Linked DNA regions of Triticum aestivum: region 1 is linked to region 2. The links are chromatin contacts, called in public Hi-C maps. All regions are on one chromosome and are shown on one strand. Each heading gives the region's core, a stretch centred on a gene start, on an enhancer-like site or on the middle of the called end of the contact. The rest is flanking DNA. Distances are from core to core; before and after follow the strand shown.

Region 1 (5,060 bases), core at 604-3,103, 780 kb before region 2:
CAGCTAAAATGGATATACACATCAATGTAGCAAATATTTGTGACTACTCCTTTCCTTTCTAGAAACATCTAAAGGCGCTCTTTCTCTTCCTGGTTGAAGCATCATCCAGTGCCACAAAGTCCATGTTGTTCAGGTCGAATTTTGCCATTTTGTCAGCACCAATCTGCCAAATTTGAGGAATGATTCCCTAAAATAGTAGAAAAGAAAAAAATACACAAACTAGTTACTGAAGATCAACAAACAACAAGCTAGTATTTTTTTTCAGGGAAGCAACTGGATATTATTTAATTAACCTCGCAAAACTTGCAGACTAGAGAAGTGGATGTTAAGCTGCCAAACATACATGAGGTGCTTCAAGTTAAATTAACTGAACAAACAGGTTATAGTAGCGGCTAGTACATCCATAGCAGAGAAACAGAGCTCTCAAGAGCGATATATAGAGTGGTTGTCTCCGGGAAAGAGAATGTGTGGGGGTCAAGAGCATTACTAACAATAGTACAATATAAAAAGAAAAACTTGAAAAGAAATATCATTTTTTACAGTAAATCAGGAAAATTCACAGCATCATAGTCCTTCATGATTTTTCCATCCCATAAATCCATGTAAAGGAATCAATACAGAGCAGACCTATGGTTGTACATGTCAAATAAAAAAGTAAGATAGGTCATTTGAAAATGCCAACTAAAGATATTAGAAAAACATTTTCAAGAAGAATATGCATGATTGGTTAACTCAGGTGCTTCCCTGCAATGGGTAGTTCTCAAGGGAAGTACAGACTAACTAGACAGTTCATTACCTGGACAATCTTTTAATAGGTGATAGCCTCCTACGACACAAAATCCATAGAAGAAAAACACGAACAATGGAAAATAGGAAAAAGGAAATAAACCAGGTTTGATGTTATCTTGTTGATTTGCTGTTGAGTGATACAATTTGATTGTTTGTGGAATAACACGCCACACCATCTGCCAACAGCAAAAAAGAAGATTGATTGTTTCAAACAGATTGTTCACACAAAAAGAAGGTCTAGTGGAATGAATCGACTCTAGGGAAGTAAAGCTGTTTAAAAAAGTGGAAAATCAATACCACTATATGTAGAAGCAGCATATGTACGAAAATAAGAACTATATGCTTGGCACCACAATTCCACTATATCTATAAGTACCAGACCTAAACCAAAACTCCACCCTAGCTTATGAATAACAAGCCAAGTACCAGAACTAAAATAGTAGAACTACTACTTGTACTTGATGAAACGGTTTACCTTTTTCCTGTAGAACAACAACGGTCTACTGGATCTGAGCCGAATCTGCCAACAAAAATAGAAACACGTGGCAAATACAGTTAGCTAAGAAACTAACAAAAAAGGGGGAAAACCACAAATCTGACCAAAAGGGGAGCGAAGATCTGACAAACCTGGACCAAAATTGAAGTGCTATCCTGGGGAAAAACACGCCACACCATCTGCCAACAGCAAAAAAAGAAGAAATCAGGAAACCTAGCTTCTATCAAAGAGATACGTCAGATGAGAAACCCACAAAATCAGCGTGAGAAAATGAGGTGAGACAGATGAAGATGAACCATCCACCTGCCTCCAAAGACGCAAAGCGGATGAGAAGCGAACGACAGTGAAGAATCAAGAGGAAGAGAAGGAATCCGCTGCCGCGGACGAATCGGCAGAGATGGGCGCGTCACCTGCTTACGAGGGCGATGGTGCTCTTGCCGGAGTAGGATCCCGGTAGGAAGAAGCAGATGAACGCGAGATCTGCCACACGAACGAGGAAGGGGAGTAGAAACAGTCGCTGGGTTCTCTTCCCCTGTGGAGTCTGAGGAAAACGCGAGGAAGGAGAGAAACAACGAAGAGATAAAAAGGCCGGCCCAAATCGGGTCGAAGGGTGTGCGGCGCCTCGACACTTTGACGCAGAATGCGTCAAATAGGATATTCCCTTTTTGCTCCCTTCGGCTTAGAGTTTTAGGACATAAAACTGAGAATCAAAATAGTTTCACGGATATTAAAATGGGTCGTGAATTTGAAAATTTCATGGATTTGAAAGAAATTCATGGATCTGAAAAAAGTTCACAGATCTATAAAATGCCTAATTTGAAGAAAGTCATGGGTTTGAAAAAATTTCACGGACTTAAAAAAAGACCGTGAATCTGAAAAATCTCACCAATTTTAAAAAGTGCATGAATTTTAAAAAGTTCATGAGATTTTAAAATAAGTTCACGAATTTCACAAAAGTTCAAAAAATTTAAAAAGAACATGACATTTAAATTTTTTCTTGAAAGGTGAAAACAGTTCATAGCTTTTGAAAAAAAAGTTCATGAATTTGAAACAAGTTCATGGATTCAGAAAAAACATTCATGCATTTGAAAAAAGTTCATGATTTTGATAAAAAAGTTCATGAATTTTGTAAAATGTTCATCGATTTGAAAAAAACTTCACTGATTTTAGAAAATGTTCAAAAATTTAAGAAAAGTTCATAATTTTTAAAGAAAGTTCACGGATCTAAAACAAGGAAAACGGGAAAAAATGGAAAAAGAAATTGAAAGAAAAAAATATAAGAAAACAAAAACAGCCAACCAAAACTAAAAAAAGGCGCTGTCTTTTTTTTAACGTCACACTTGACGCACAAGAAGAGGAGTAAGAAGTAGTAGTACCCACAGCAGGCGGGCTGTCCCAACTGGAATTTTTGTAGGTTAAGGAAAAGTAAATGGGGGCGAGCCCGGGATGCAGGAGGGCGGGGTTTGTGGAGAAGCCTGTAAAGCTAACAAGCAGACCCTCAACATACACATTTGTCAGGCAACTCAACTGTTGAGATTTTAGAATTTTAACTGGATGGAGATACAAGGGTGTCAAAATCCATGAAATCTAACAGTAAACATTCATGTATACATAAAAGGAAGCCTTCGACGAAATGACCACAACTGTGCCCGACACAAAATCTCCAGCAAAGGAGGCCATACAGCTGGGGGTTCCAGTCACACATGCATGCCGCTGATTATGTGTGCCCCTTTCGTGAGGCCAATACAGATTTAGTGTATGGGACAAAGCAAAGAGAAACAAAGCAGGCTTCAAATCAAAGAAACTGTTGCCGTCTCTCCTAGGGTTTGCAGCAACAGTGACCTAAACTCAGTTGGTGTTATTTGAAAGGTGCCAAGGTCAATATTCTCATACCGAATGTGTCCTCTTATCTAGTGGATTACCGAGTTGGTGCATGTGATGTGCTCCACCCTCCGAAATTCAGATCCGGAGATTATGTTGCCACACATGTTGGGTAAAAACCTCTCTTGCCACCTACTCCAAACGCATACACACCGCCTTGAACAACGATTATTAATGGATTATCTAGTGACGACTACAAGACATGCTGCCTGTTAGAGTATATAGGCATATCTTTTGTATTTGGTAGACTAATTTTTAATCATCTCCTACCTTATCTTTAGAAGGAGGTTCTTGTCCTCCAAGTCATGTATTCTATAAAAATAGTTAGAGAGGCTCAATACAACACGCACCGCATTACGTCAATTATCTCCCCTCTATTCCTCTTACATGGTATCAGCCTAACCCCGCTCCAAAACTCTAGGTGTCGTCACAGCTTCCACACCAACCCCGCCCCTGGGGCGGTTGATCTACATGATCGCCACCGAGGGCGCAACAACCCGTATTTAGGGTTCGTCCGCCGGTCGTGTTGATCGGCTGCCCTAGAGTCTTTTTTCCTGATCGATTGATCCGGATTTCTCTGTCTCATCGGTCGTGTGATTATCATTCATTTGTTTTCTGATCTAAGATTGGTTTGCATCGCCAGCCGCCCGTCGACCCTGCACGCCTCTACTCCGACTTGGACGTCAACTACACCGGCCTCTTCTCCGACTCAGCAACCTCGCGCGACGCGGCAGCCTGACGGGCGTCGTCCGCGCCATCGTCTACACGTCGATCTATGTCGGCCATCGTCTTCGCCTTCTCCGATCGGGGCGCCGCCACCCTCGCCGCGCAACCGGTCTAATCAGCCGGTTGCATGCATCTTCACAGGATACCGTGAAGATCGTCCCTGAGTACGCGTGCATTCCACTTATTGAGCCACGGGTTGTTGTTGCGTCGTCCCTTCGGACCGCAGTGTCGCCCTCCCGAGGTCCTCCCCGTGCCTACATCGACCCACGCGCTACTGCTGTGTCACCCTTCAGATTGTAGGGTCATGGCACGCGGTACACGCTGCCACATGAAGTCTTTCCCGCGGTTGCACTGACCTACTTGTCGCCGTTGAGTCGTCCATTCGGTTTGTAGCGCCGCAGAACGCGGTTGATACGTCTCCAACGTATCTATAATTTTTGATTATTCCATGCTATTATATTACCCGTTTTGGATGTTTATGGGCTTTACTTTACACATTCATATCATTTTTGAGACTAACCTACTAACCGAAGGCCCAGCCCGTATTGCTGTTTTTTTTCCTATTTCAGTGTTCCGAAGAAAAGGAATATCAAACGGAGTCCAAACGGAATGAAACCTTCGGGAGCGTGATTTTTGGAACGAACGTGATCCAGAGGACTTGGAGTGTAAGTCAAGAAGCAGCCGAGGCGGCCACGAGGGTGGAGGGCGCGCCCACCCCTACAGGGCGCGCCCCCTATCTCGTGGGCCCCTCGGACGGCCACCGACCTACTTCTTCCTCCTATATATACCCACGTACCCCGAGAACATCAAAGGCGACCACGAAAAACTATTTCCACCACTGTAACCTTCTGTATCCGCGAGATCCCATCTTGGAGCCTTCGTCGGCGCTCCGCGGAGGGGGAATCGACCATGGAGGGCATCTACATCAACACCATAGCCCCTCTGATGAGTTGTGAGTAGTTTACCACACACCTTCGGGTCCATAGTTATTAGCTAGATGACTTCTTCTCTCTTTTCGGATCTCAATACCATGTTCTCCTCGATCTTCTTGGAGATCTATTCGACGTAACTCTTTTTGCGGTGTGTTTGTCGAGATCCGATGAATTGTGGGTTTATGATCAAGTTTATCTATGAGAAATATTTGAATCTCCTCTGAATTATTTTATGT
Region 2 (5,319 bases), core at 392-2,891:
TTCATCCGCCATCTTCATGAGCACCGGCGATAAGACCGATGAAGTGAAGATGCGGTTGCCGCACGAGGAAGAGTAGAACACCAGAGACGGGCCGACCCATATGTGACACCAAGCCATGCCGCCTCCTGTGGCCTACTCATCCTCGGAGGAGTCAGCGACCTATCCGTCGCCGGTGGATGTGAGGTCTACGATGGAAATGGTGGTGCCGGCGCTGTCATCGCCCCACCGGCCCGCCTGATGGTTTGTCGACAACATGTAGGAGGCACACCTGGCGTTGTTCTCCTCCGCGATCGCCTGCAACTGCACCTCCGCGGCGGCCACTTCCTAGGGAGCGGCTGCTTGAGCACGGATGGCATTATAGATGGCATGCTGCTCCGCCACAAAGTTGGGGTTCCCCGTGGCCTCTACCATGGCGAGTGGCTCGTCGGCGCAGGTCGCACCTCCACCATGGCGGCTTTGTAGTGCGCCTGGGCCTGCTCCATGGTGATGACGTCGTGCACAGGAGGCACGGGAGCCGGGGCGATGTCGTCGGAGCACGTCTTCATCGTGGTCTTGTCCTCGTCGTTGGAGACCTCGGGCGAGCTGGCCGGCAAGCCAGTCTCGATTCGCTTGGCACGGCGGCTCTGCCAGGCGGTGGCGAGCGTGGCCACGACGTGCTCGTAGAAAGGCTCTCCCACAAAGCTTCGCCGCCTGCAGTCATGGCAGATGCATGCAAGGAAAAAGGATGGGTATGGGCTTGTGTTGTGGTGTGGAGTTAGCCGGGTATAGCCGTCTTTAAATAGCGTATTCCGGCGAGGCGAGGCGAGGCGTCTGGGTGCGTCAATGCATGGCGCCGGAGTGGGTTTCTTGGCCGGTGAGCCTGGTCAATGTCGGCATACGGACGGACAACAACATTGAACATGCGTGGTAGATATCCATCATGTCCCGTCCAGTCATGCGCCTCCGGCATTGAACAACGCGGACACCAGAGACGCGTCGCTCTCGGCCGACGCGTCGCTTCAATGGCGGCGGCGGTGAGAGGTCGCGTCAGTCCTGAGCCGTCTTCAATGTTGAGCGACACGCTCTATAGCGGCATAATGTGGGAAGTCGGCGCCGGGCGAGAAAGCACGCGGAAGGGGGAGGAAGGGCTTTGGTGGGACAGGGCGGTCAGAAGCGGGTTTGGGATTGGTCCGGACTCTCTCAAAGCCCCCATGTTTTGTCTCCGGTTTGCGGAAGAAATCGTGCCCGGACCGCCCCGCGGACCGTTACAGGACATCCTTGGATGGCTTCCGCGATCCGAACAACGCTGTTCGAATGGTTGTGGAGGTTTACGGGTCCGCCTTGAAGATGCTAAAAAATGCTCTTATATATATAAAACGGAGGGAGTAGTTTTAAACAATTAATTCAGTAAATTCAGATATGTTTTGAATAAGACCATAGGGTTATAGTTAGATCAATATTAGCTGTTAGCGGATGGTGATGTGTTGGAGAGGAGCACTATTTAACCTAGGTGAAAATACATAAAGGAAAAGGAGGGGTAGCTGGGGGAATGCCCATCCTGCCCCTCGTGGAGGGAATGATGCCCGCCTCGGGAGCCGCGATGGCCAAAGGAAAAGGAGGGGCAACCAAAGAAAGCGACAAAGAAAAAGCCAGAGCGAAATTTTACTCACACACTCACACAAGCCAAGCACACCCTAGAGAGGCCAAAGACTCCCAAACCAGACCAGAGTGAGAAACCAAAGCGAAAGCGGAGAAGGAACAAAGAGATTGACGAGGACGCGCAGCGGCAGCCAAATCCAAGACCGCATTGCTCGCTCGCCCGCCGCCGTGCGGCTGCGACGCTCCTCCGGGGACCCCGCGCCATTCTCCTGCCGGCCATCTCTGGTGCTGCGCCGTGGTCCCGAGGTCCCCACCGACGCTGGGACCAGCGCCCGCGGCTGGTGGCGAGCCCCACTGATGGCCGCTTGCCGCGCGCCGGCGGCCAACGGAGCAAGTGTTGGCGTTCCTGTTGCGGCAGAGCAGAGGGACGGCGGGGTCCGCGCGAGGCAGGCCGGGCGCGCCGGCTCTCGCTGCGCCTAGGGAGGCAGCAGCGTCCTTGCTCGTCTTTTCGTCGCCCTCTCTCCCCCCGTCGAAGAAGCTAGGGTTTGCTCGTTAGGGTTCCGTTGGGCTGTGGGGCTGCGGGGATGGCGGTGGGGGAGGCGCTGCGGCGGCTCTGCGAGGAGGTCGGGTGGTCTTACGCCGTCTTCTGGAAGGCCATCGGCGCTGCTGACCCCGTGTAAGCCTTCCATCCTTCTCTTGGACTTCTTTTTTTGTCACAATCTTCTCCCCCCGCTCGATCTTGCGGAAAATCTCAAAACCAAGTTCTAGTTTTTCTCTCCCCCCCCCCCCCAGGCTTCAGTGTCTTTTCTTCATTTTTCTGGGTTCAAAGTCTTGAACATTCCATTTCAGCTAGATTTGTCTCGTACGAATGAAGCATCCGCGAGGAAGATTCGTAGGATGGGTATATTCCTCAGCAATTACTAATAAGGGACTCCTTTCCTTGTGGGAAAGATAGTGCCTGGAAAAAGAACGCCCGTACGCTCGTGTGGGCGTTCACTCATGCTTGCAAATTTAGTAACGCCTTTACAACAAGGAACATGAACCAAAAAGCTACTACCACCTTGTCTGTGCAAGTTCGTGTTAGCTCCTGAGGCTTAAAAGAGCGTGAATGTGCGAGATGTTGTTGCAATTCCGTGCAAGCTTTTTTGGGAGAGGGAGAAATGGGGACACGATGTGGGGATCATGGAGGAATGCTGAATGCAATGTGGAATGAACTTTTTGATGCGCTGGGAATTTGGGTTTTCTTTGATGATTTGCGCGCACTGTTTTCCCTTGGTGATGTGCAGGCATCTAGTGTGGGAGGATGGCTACTGTGGCCACGCATCTTGTCCAACTGGATCTGAGGCTTCTGAGGTTGGCTGTGAATCAGGTGGCACTGTGTGCGCCCTAGTTAGGAAGGTTATGGCATCGCAGGTTCATATTGTTGGAGAAGGGTAAGGAAGAACCGGGAACATCATTTGTTTGTTACTAGCTAGCACAATGTTCTTGGTTGATTTCTTTTATTGATGGATAGATGCTACATTTTCTGTTTTTTCAGTACCATCGGCCGTGCTGCTTTTACTGGGAGTCATCAGTGGATTATCCATGATACTACCAATGATCACAGGCTCAGATCCGAGGTATAAATTCTTCTTCTTCGTTCTCGTGAACTGATATAAATATAGGGCATGTTTGGTTTGTAGCCTAAGGTTGCCACACCTAACATTAGTCGTGCCACAAAACCTTAGGCATGTGTTTGGTTCATTGCCACACTTATGGCTTGCCACACTTTTCTAACTACATGGTCCACATGTCATAGACTCATTTATTTGCCAAATCTTGCCACACTTGTGGTGGCCATTTTGTTCGCCACATTTTTTGTGGCATCCACAGTTTGCCTAAGTTTAGTTGTGGCAAAGTAGCTATGAACCAAACATGCCTGTAGCCCTAATTCAGTTTTGTTTGGTTCATTTTTGCTGCTGTGTCATTAATAGCATGCTGTCCAGGAATTTATGTCATCGCAACAATCCTTGTGGGGTTATTTTTTCCTCACATATTTGTTCCTTCTGTGTTGAAATTTTGGCTTGTAGTGAGTTTGATCTATTGTTCTGCCACATAAGTGGTCACTTGATAAGCTAGTTGCAAAAGCACACAAATGGTATTTGAACAAGTGGAAATCATGTAGAGTTTCTCGTTAACAACTTAACATGATTTGCCACACAGGCTTGAGCTAACCATGATCTTTTTCCATAATGATTTCTAATTTTCTTTTAATAACAATGCAATTTGATTTTATCTGTTGCTCTGGCTGTTTTGGTTATCCCCAATTGTTATGTGCCCTTTCATAATGGAACAATAAGCTGTTGTCTTCTGGTGGTGATAGGTTGCTGCGGAGATGAATCATCAGTTCAGAGCTGGCATTCAGGTTAGTAGAATTTCGCCCTTGCATGGTAGATTATTTACTGACTTTTTAACTTCTGATCTCTTAATAATTTATACTTGTTCGGTTGTTGCGCAGACTATTGCAATAATTCCTGTGTTACCACGTGGTGTACTACAGCTAGGCTCTACTAGTGTGGTAAGATGCCCTGCTTTTGACAATGCATATCAGCATACATATCCCACAACATGTCTTGAAGTTTATTTGGTAGGACTAGGGTTCCTACCAGGCCTCCGGCGTAGGTTGTATGGACAGGGAGGAGGGGGACGGAGGCTGGAGCGGGCGCGCCGGCGGTCGGGCGCCGTCGCGGCTAGGGTTGGGAGAGGCGGCTAGGGTTCCGGCTCCTTGGGGAGCCGGGCAACAGAAGATTATAATATCTTTATTGCTTGATCTCAAACGGTGTCTTACCACTAGTATTTATAACTTTAGCCTAAGATAACTTGCCTAAGATAACTTGCGGGACACGCCCCTAATACTAATGCCCGGTGGGCCTCTTCCTAGTATAGACCTGTCCGGTCATAACATCTCTCCCCGCCTGCGCAAACAGCTCGTCCTCGAGCTGAAAGTCTGGATAGTGTTGGCGGAATTCGTCACGCTGCTCCCAAGTAGCCTCCTCCTCCGGAAGGCCCGCCCACTGAATGAGGACGAACCAGACGCCACGACAGAGCTGCGCCTGCAACACCTTTGCTGGCTCGGGAAGAATGCGACCATCGGCGATTGGAGGAAGCGCTGGAGGAGCCGCCGGTGGCTCGCCACGGAAAGGCTTGAGCAGCCCAACATGGAAGACGTCGTGGATGCGAGCGCGGGCCGGAAGCTGAAGACGATAGGCCACCTTCCCAATGCGCTCCAAGATAGGGAAGGGCCCGGCGTAGCGAGGGCCGAGCTTGCGCTTCGCACGTGGATCGAGTGACTGCGTAGAGCGGTGGAGAAGACGCAGCCACACCCAATCACCCACCGCAAACTCCACCTCGCGATGATGAACGTCGTAGTAGTGCTTGGCCAGCTGCTGTGCCTGAAGGAGACGCTGACGAACCTCAGCAAGCATCTCGTCACGACTGCGGATAAGGCCACTTGCAACCTCCGTCCGAGCCGTCTCCGGGTCCACCGGAAGTATAGGCGGGGGTGGACGACCATAGACCACCTCAAACGGCGTCGCGCGTAGGGCGGAGTGATAAGAGGTGTTGTAGCAGTACTCCGCCCAAGAGAGCCAATCGACCCAAGCGCGAGGCCGATCACCTGTCACACAACGCAAATACATGGCAATGACCTTGTTAACCACCTCAGACTGACCATCTGTCTGAGGATGAAACGCCGTACTCAGG

What was found. Hi-C and Micro-C count contacts between places; a contact is called where the count stands out from the background.
Region 1: a contact with region 2 is called in a Hi-C map of leaf, with 6 times the contacts expected there. The contact joins the enhancer-like site here to the promoter of LOC123111124 in region 2. A contact is called at or near these places in 2 of 5 Hi-C or Micro-C datasets (both in leaf).

The regions. Positions count from the first base shown.
Region 1 is chr5B:229,515,829-229,520,888 of IWGSC CS RefSeq v2.1, reverse strand. It overlaps LOC123114726, which reads right to left. Exons shown (of 7, transcript XM_044536154.1): 3 at 1,696-1,913; 4 at 1,417-1,464; 5 at 1,265-1,309; 6 at 890-965; 7 at 1-187. The coding sequence ends at 59. Among protein-coding and RNA genes, the nearest start is that of LOC123114726, 17 kb to the right of the region's middle. Within about 2 kb of position 1,853, at least 6 of the 8 cell types and tissues checked have an H3K27ac peak or open chromatin away from gene starts, as enhancers often do. A contact at or near this core is called in leaf, where this site is marked.
Region 2 is chr5B:228,734,737-228,740,055 of IWGSC CS RefSeq v2.1, reverse strand. LOC123111124 (transcription factor LHW) reads left to right here and starts at 1,641. Exons shown (of 10, transcript XM_044531814.1): 1 at 1,641-2,254; 2 at 2,865-3,011; 3 at 3,116-3,197; 4 at 3,941-3,982; 5 at 4,076-4,135. The coding sequence starts at 2,163.